Linked DNA regions of Mus musculus: region 2 is linked to region 1. Evidence: chromatin contacts called from public HiChIP or PLAC-seq data. All regions are on one chromosome and are shown on one strand. The core of a region is the stretch at or near the end of the contact, and the rest is flanking DNA. Distances in the headings are between cores, read along the strand shown. Region 1 overlaps Cnot2 (CCR4-NOT transcription complex, subunit 2). Region 2 overlaps Rab3ip (RAB3A interacting protein).

The links. HiChIP or PLAC-seq counts read pairs in DNA pulled down with a chosen protein or histone mark.
Region 2: an H3K27ac HiChIP or PLAC-seq map of regulatory T cells shows a contact between it and region 1, with 2.8 times the contacts expected there. The contact joins two enhancer-like sites. A contact is called at or near these places in 2 of 484 Hi-C or Micro-C datasets (CD4 T cells and regulatory T cells), 6 of 115 datasets of contacts at active chromatin or transcription factors (cardiomyocytes, effector CD8 T cells, embryonic stem cells and 3 more) and 1 of 9 other capture datasets (adipose tissue).

What each region holds. Positions count from the first base shown.
Region 1 is chr10:116,564,186-116,567,342 of GRCm38.p6, forward strand. The region is part of intron 1 of Cnot2 (CCR4-NOT transcription complex, subunit 2); the gene reads right to left. Among named protein-coding and RNA genes, the nearest start is that of Cnot2, 16 kb to the right of the region's middle. Within about 2 kb of position 1,251, at least 47 of the 459 cell types and tissues checked have an H3K27ac peak or open chromatin away from gene starts, as enhancers often do. A contact at or near this core is called in effector CD8 T cells and regulatory T cells, where this site is marked.
Region 2 is chr10:116,921,041-116,924,016 of GRCm38.p6, forward strand. The region is part of intron 4 of Rab3ip (RAB3A interacting protein); the gene reads right to left. Gm51782 (a long non-coding RNA gene) reads left to right here. Exons shown (of 4, transcript XR_003948947.1): 4 at 1,082-2,976. Among named protein-coding and RNA genes, the nearest start is that of Gm51782, 8.4 kb to the left of the region's middle. Within about 2 kb of position 1,336, at least 18 of the 459 cell types and tissues checked have an H3K27ac peak or open chromatin away from gene starts, as enhancers often do. A contact at or near this core is called in effector CD8 T cells and regulatory T cells, where this site is marked.

The DNA.
Region 1 (3,157 bases), core at 1-2,500:
CGGCATTCCTTGGTGACTTGTAGTTCTGTGTCTGGCAGACTTTGCATGTCTATTGTTGCTGCCCTTCTCAGCTCATGTGGAGGCAGTCATGTTGGTGAGTATTGTAGCTTCAACCTTACCGGGAGACACAACCCCACTGGAGGAAAGCTCTTACAGTCAATCTTTCTGTCCCATCTTCTAAAATGTTCCCTGAGCCTTAGGTCAGGGAGTGCTTTGAGGTAGCCATTGGGACTGATTCCACAGCTTTCCACTTTGACGAGCTGTGCCTTTCTGTAGTGGTTTCTGTCTATTACAAAGAGAAGTTTCCTTGAGGACGACTCTGACTCCAGTTCTGAGGAGGCCCAGACATACTAAAGGCCTTTCTAGACTAGGCAGTGAGTTCATGGTCACTCTGAGCAACCGAATGAAACCTTGCTTCAATTTAAAAAAAAGTAAGAGAAGGCTGAAGATATAGCTTCATAAAGGGGTGTTTGCCCAACGTGTAAAGACTAAGATTCAATCCCCACGTTCAAATCCCAGTTCTACCAAACAAATAAGCAAACAAACACCTAATTCAACATTTAAAAAAAACAAAAACAAAGAAAAAAGGTAACAGAGTTGACAAGAGAAAGGTAAAGAAAGGGGCTCAAGCTAGCAAACTATGAAACTTGAGGAAATGGACAAATTACTAAAACATTATCAGGCTATCAAAATTGACAAAAGAAATAAGACAGTCAAAACTAGACCCATCACAAGTAAAGAGACCGCATTAACAACAGAAAATTTTCAAGAGGGAAGGCACGCGCCCAGAAGGCTTGAGTGATAGACTGGAAGAAAAAACTTAGTTTCACTTCAAACTATTCAAAACAAACGACTAGCCAGAAACCTTCTCACTAGCATCACTACCGTCAAGACGGCCACTGCCATGACATGGAAAGAAACTACAACTACGACGTAATATGAGCAATAAATGAGATGGGGTTATCCCAGAGACAGGACTTGCTCAACATACAATATTGTGCAATTTAATGTGCATTTTTAAATAAGGGACAAAACTCGCACATCATTAAAGGATATACAACTACAACCCTAACACTTGTAAAGCAAAGGCGGTGAAGGGACACCCTCGGTGGACACAAGATCCACTTTTTAAAATCGAAACCAGACCTAAAACCAAACCAACAACAAAAAATTTCCATCCAAAAGGGACATCCCCAAATCAGTAAAAAGTATTTACGAACGGAAGGCAGAGATAGGTTTGAGTGGGGGTGGGGGGTGAGGGGTAGTGCTTACCACTAAGCCTGAAGAGCCAAGTTTGAAAAGGTCCCTATGGCAGGAAAGTTGTGCTCTAATCTGCACATGAGCCTGAAGGCTTAGGTGTGCCCACATACACAAATAAACAAACAAATAAACAATGTGCTTCTTTAAAGTTATGGTTTAAAAAAAACATAGAAGCATAATGAACGGTGAAATAGTGAATGTTTTCCTTCTAAGAGCAGAGATGAGGCTGTCCACTCTTGCCACTACATGTGATCTTGTACTGAAGATCCTAGACAGAATCGTTAGGCAACAAAATGAAATAAGAAGTGCTGAGTCTGGAGAGGAGGTGAAAGCCTCTAGTTGCAGATGACATTATTAGATCTACAAAAAATCCTAAGGCGCTCACTAGAATAATGATTTTATAGCAGTTTCATAGCAGTGTGGATTTTCATAATCTTTAACTTATCAAAATGGCTTAAATGAGGACGTTCAATGGGGTACAAGGCATATAAACCAATATATAAAAAATCACATTTTCATGCAGCAATAACGAACCCCATAAAGAAAACAAGCAATTCCATTTCCCAAGCATCAGAGAGTAAAATACTTAAATTTCATACACAAAAATTATACTGTGAAAGCTGTACAAAATAATGGAAAGAAATTAAAAAACTATATCAACGAAAGTCACCCAAGTCTAAAGATGAGAAGTGGCAATACACCACAATGAGCTACAAGTTATACAGCAGCTGGCTCCTCGGCAAAAGCAGACAAGCGAATCCTAAGAGTCAGATGGAAATTCAAAAGATATATTGACCAAAACAATCTAGAAAAAGGACAAAGTTGGAGAATTTTCATTTTCAGTTTTCAAGCTTGTAGCATGGAAGCAAAAGATACTAGCATACGTAAGAGTACAGTAAAATAGAATTGATGGTTAATATAAACCTTCACGTTCATATTCAATTCATTTTGGAAAAAATGCCAAAATAATCCACTGGGAAGAAAAATTATCTTTGTGTGAATACATCTATGCTATAAACCTTGTACACTTTTTTTTTTTAAGATTTATTTATCTATTATATGTAAGTACACTGTAGCTGTCTTCAGACACTCCAGAAGAGGGAGTCAGATCTCCTTACGGATGGTTGTGAGCCACCATGTGGTTGCTGGGCTTTGAACTCTGGACCTTCAGAAGAGCAGTCGGGTGCTCTTACCCACTGAGCCATCTCACCAGCCCCCTTGTACACTTTTTACTACCCAATCCCTTTCTCATAACTTACGCATAACTGTTAGGTGTAGTAACACAAAGCCTAGATATTTTAACATACTTCTGACTTTTTTTAAAGTTTTTTTTTTTCCAAGTATTTACTGCTTCAAACAGAAACTCATTTGAAAAGCATTTCAGGGACTAGTTAAAACAGTACTAACAAAATGCAATCCAACGTTAAGTGAGTGAGTACAATATGGAATAATATTAATTAAAAAAAAGTTTGTTAAGCAAAAGGTCAGACATGAAAGAATATATCAGCTACAACTTCATCTGTTTGAAGCCTCTTAAAACAAAACTAATTCCCAGCAACTAGGAGCAAAGTACTGATTTCCTAGCTTATGAATGAGTACTGCCGACTCAGTCAGCTTAAGAGGTGACAGAAAGGTTCAGTATATGAGCCACAGCGATATTTACACAGGTATATATAAATGTGTAAGAACACATAAAAGATCATTTAAATAATGCCAGATATAATTTGTAAACTCCCTTAAGAAATTTAATATAAAACTAAAAACATCAGTCCCTAAGGATTATGAGTTAGAAGCCGTGAGCTTAAGAACCTGTACAAAGACATCTTACTATATCCTTACATAACACTAACTTCATCTTTAAAAAGCTTTAGAATGGTAATTTTGTCAGAAATCAGCA
Region 2 (2,976 bases), core at 86-2,585, 360 kb after region 1:
GACCCTGATGATACACAGGAGCAGCTGATGTCCCCAGAGAAGGGGGCGCTAGCCTGAAGCATAAAGCGTCTGGCGTGGGTCTGCCGATCGACAGAACACCAAAAGGCAGCGTTTCTAGATGTGGGGCTGTTTTCTCTGACTGTCCCCAAGGTCAGGCGCCATAAGCACTGTGTACAGCAGGTGTCCTAAGCTGTCTCCACCGAGACTGAGCTTTGCCAAGAACATTTTACAATGCTGACAACGTCTTCTAGTACAAATGGCAGAAGTATGTTTAGGACCGTTTCAGAAACTGTTACAAACTCTGTCCCGCCCCAAAGCTAACTACATCAACTTTTAAGAAATATAACATTCATTAAATTTCTTGACAATTTGAGACGTGTCTGCAACGCACTCTGGCTATTTCCACCCCACGCCTGGCCTCTCTCCTCCCACCTGTCAGGGTTCCCTTCTAGTCTGACCTCTGACACCCGAGTCCTCTCTGTGACCAAGTTTTGAACTACCTATTGGAACTCGGTGCTCTCGCCTGTATACAGGTGGTACACAGGTAAAGACGATGACCTGTCCTCCTCGGGCCACCCGGGAGCCAGCAGTTCATCAGGGCGAGCTATGGTCCCTGAGCCCTCCCAGTCCACGCCTGACTGATGGTGGGCCTGGTCGTGTGCAGGCTGGGCAGGCGCCATGAAGGACGCAAATGCCGTCCTCCTCCTCAGCTTCTGGCTCTTACAGTTTTTTTTTTCCAAATCCTCTTTTTAATGATTTTCTTCTTTTAATAAAACTCAAGCAAACACTACAATCCACAATCTTTCTTTTTAAATTTTTTTATATTATTATTTTGTGTGTGCCATGGCATGCATGTAGAAATCAAAGGAGAACTTGCACAAGTTAGCTCTGTATCCCACACGGGCCCCAGGGATGGAACTTGGATCAGGCTTGGCCACAAGGGTCCTTACCTGCTGAGCCACCTTGCTGACCCTAAAACAGCAATTTTAAAAGTTCAAACTTTTCATATATACTCTCTGAGGAATGAGTGAGGCCGTATTATAAATCCTGTCTCAGTAATTAGACCTGTGTGTTTCTACAGGAACAGAAAACTGTACACAGGAAAGCCACGGCAGCTCCTAACCAACTGAAGTCCTGCATCTGGGCCTCCTGCCACCTCTCAGGCCATGTTCACAGGTGGTGGAGCGCGCAGAGCAGAGTGAGAACCACGGCGGTGGTGGGGCCGTGTGAAGACTGGCGTCAAACACTTGAGATCCATTAGTGCTTGGCTTCAAGCTCCCCTCTGGTTGCTGTACACAGAAGCCGCTGCTGTGCCTCCCACGCCCAGTCGCACAGCCCGTTTATGGAGCCGGGATGTGTACTAGGAATCACCCACCGCTGTAAAGGGCCAAATGGCACTCTTGCATCTCAGGGCCACACACAAACAGTTTCTGTTACCGTAATTCAACTTTGTTTTTTACAGTGTGGAAGCAACCAGAGGTAATACACGAATGAACTGCCTGTCTCGGTAAAAACAGAAAGTGAGACTTTCAATTAAAAACCAAACCCATCCCCACCTCACCTCGCCCTTGGTTTTTGGTGGTGGGCACACCTGAGGTCTACTTTTCAGTGCACTCCGGCACCTGACTCAGTCCCTGTGCACACACACTGACCTCCTACCTGCCTGACAGCTCCTACCCTCAACCAACACCTCCCCCACCCCTCAGCCCACCCACTGTGTCCACGGGAAAGGGAAACCCTGAAATCCTCCTGCTCGCTCCCGCACCATCATCTACAGTGCCTCACACGGTAAGATTGTAACTTCAACAGGTGTTGTGTGTGTGTGTGTGTGTGTGTGTGTGTGTGTGTGTCTGTCTGTCAGTCTGTCTGTCTGTCTGTCTGTCTCTCCGTCCGAGGACAACCATCAGGACCGGCACTCCTCTTCCCCCACAGGATCCGGGGACTGAACTCTGGTGGTGAGCTGGCACAGGAGACCCCTCTACCGGCTGAGCCCCGTCAAGCTGGTCTCCCTTTTTAAAAGCTAATGTTACATAAACACACAGCACGCCTCAGCCTTAGGCGTTCCCTGCTGAATACACTGTGCTCACATCGGGCTTGGGACAATACAACAGCAATGAACATGAGAATACAGATAGCAAGAATTTTATTTCCTGGGCTGGAGAGATGGCTCAGCAGTTAAGAGCATTGACTGCTTTTCCAGAGGTCCTGAGTTCAATTCCCAGCAACCACATGGTGGCTCACAACCATCTGTAATGAGATCTGATGCCCTCTTCTGGTGTGTCTGAAGACAGCAACAGTGTACTCAGATACACTAAATAAATAAATAAATAAATAAATAAATAAATAAATAAATATCTTTATTTCTTTGATGCAGACCCCACACAGGACTGCATGCTTCTAGTTTTTGTTGTTGGTTTTTTTTTTTTGGCCTGGGTTTTTTGTTTGTTTGGGAGGGTTGTTTGTTTGTTTGTTTGTTTGTTTTTTAAAGCCAAGGTCTCACCATGTAATCCTGGATGTCCTAGAACTCGCTCTGTAGACCAGGCTAAGCTTGAGTCCAAGATCTGCCTGTCTCTGCCTCCTGAGTGCTGGGATGAAAGCGTGTGCCACTACAGTGGCTCTCTCTTTAATTTTTTAAAGGAGAAATCGCCATTCTTTTGTCTGTAAGAGTCATACCAACAGCACCACACCTCACCAACACACTCTGAGGAGTCTGAGGCAGTGTCAGTGTCTCGCTGGGTTGGCTTTGCGTTACCTGACTGTGATGTTAAACACCTTTTCACAGCTCCTGACACTGTGCAGCCCCTGGTGGCTGCTCAATCTCTTTCCTGTGTGGCTCACGTTGCTATGCCTTACACACGCTGCAATTATCCCCATGCAGGACACACTCTGCACGTGCTCTCTCCGCCGCACTGCATGTTAACTGGGTGACTGTCTGCAGACACACTGTGCACATGTTCTCTCCGCCGTACTGCATGT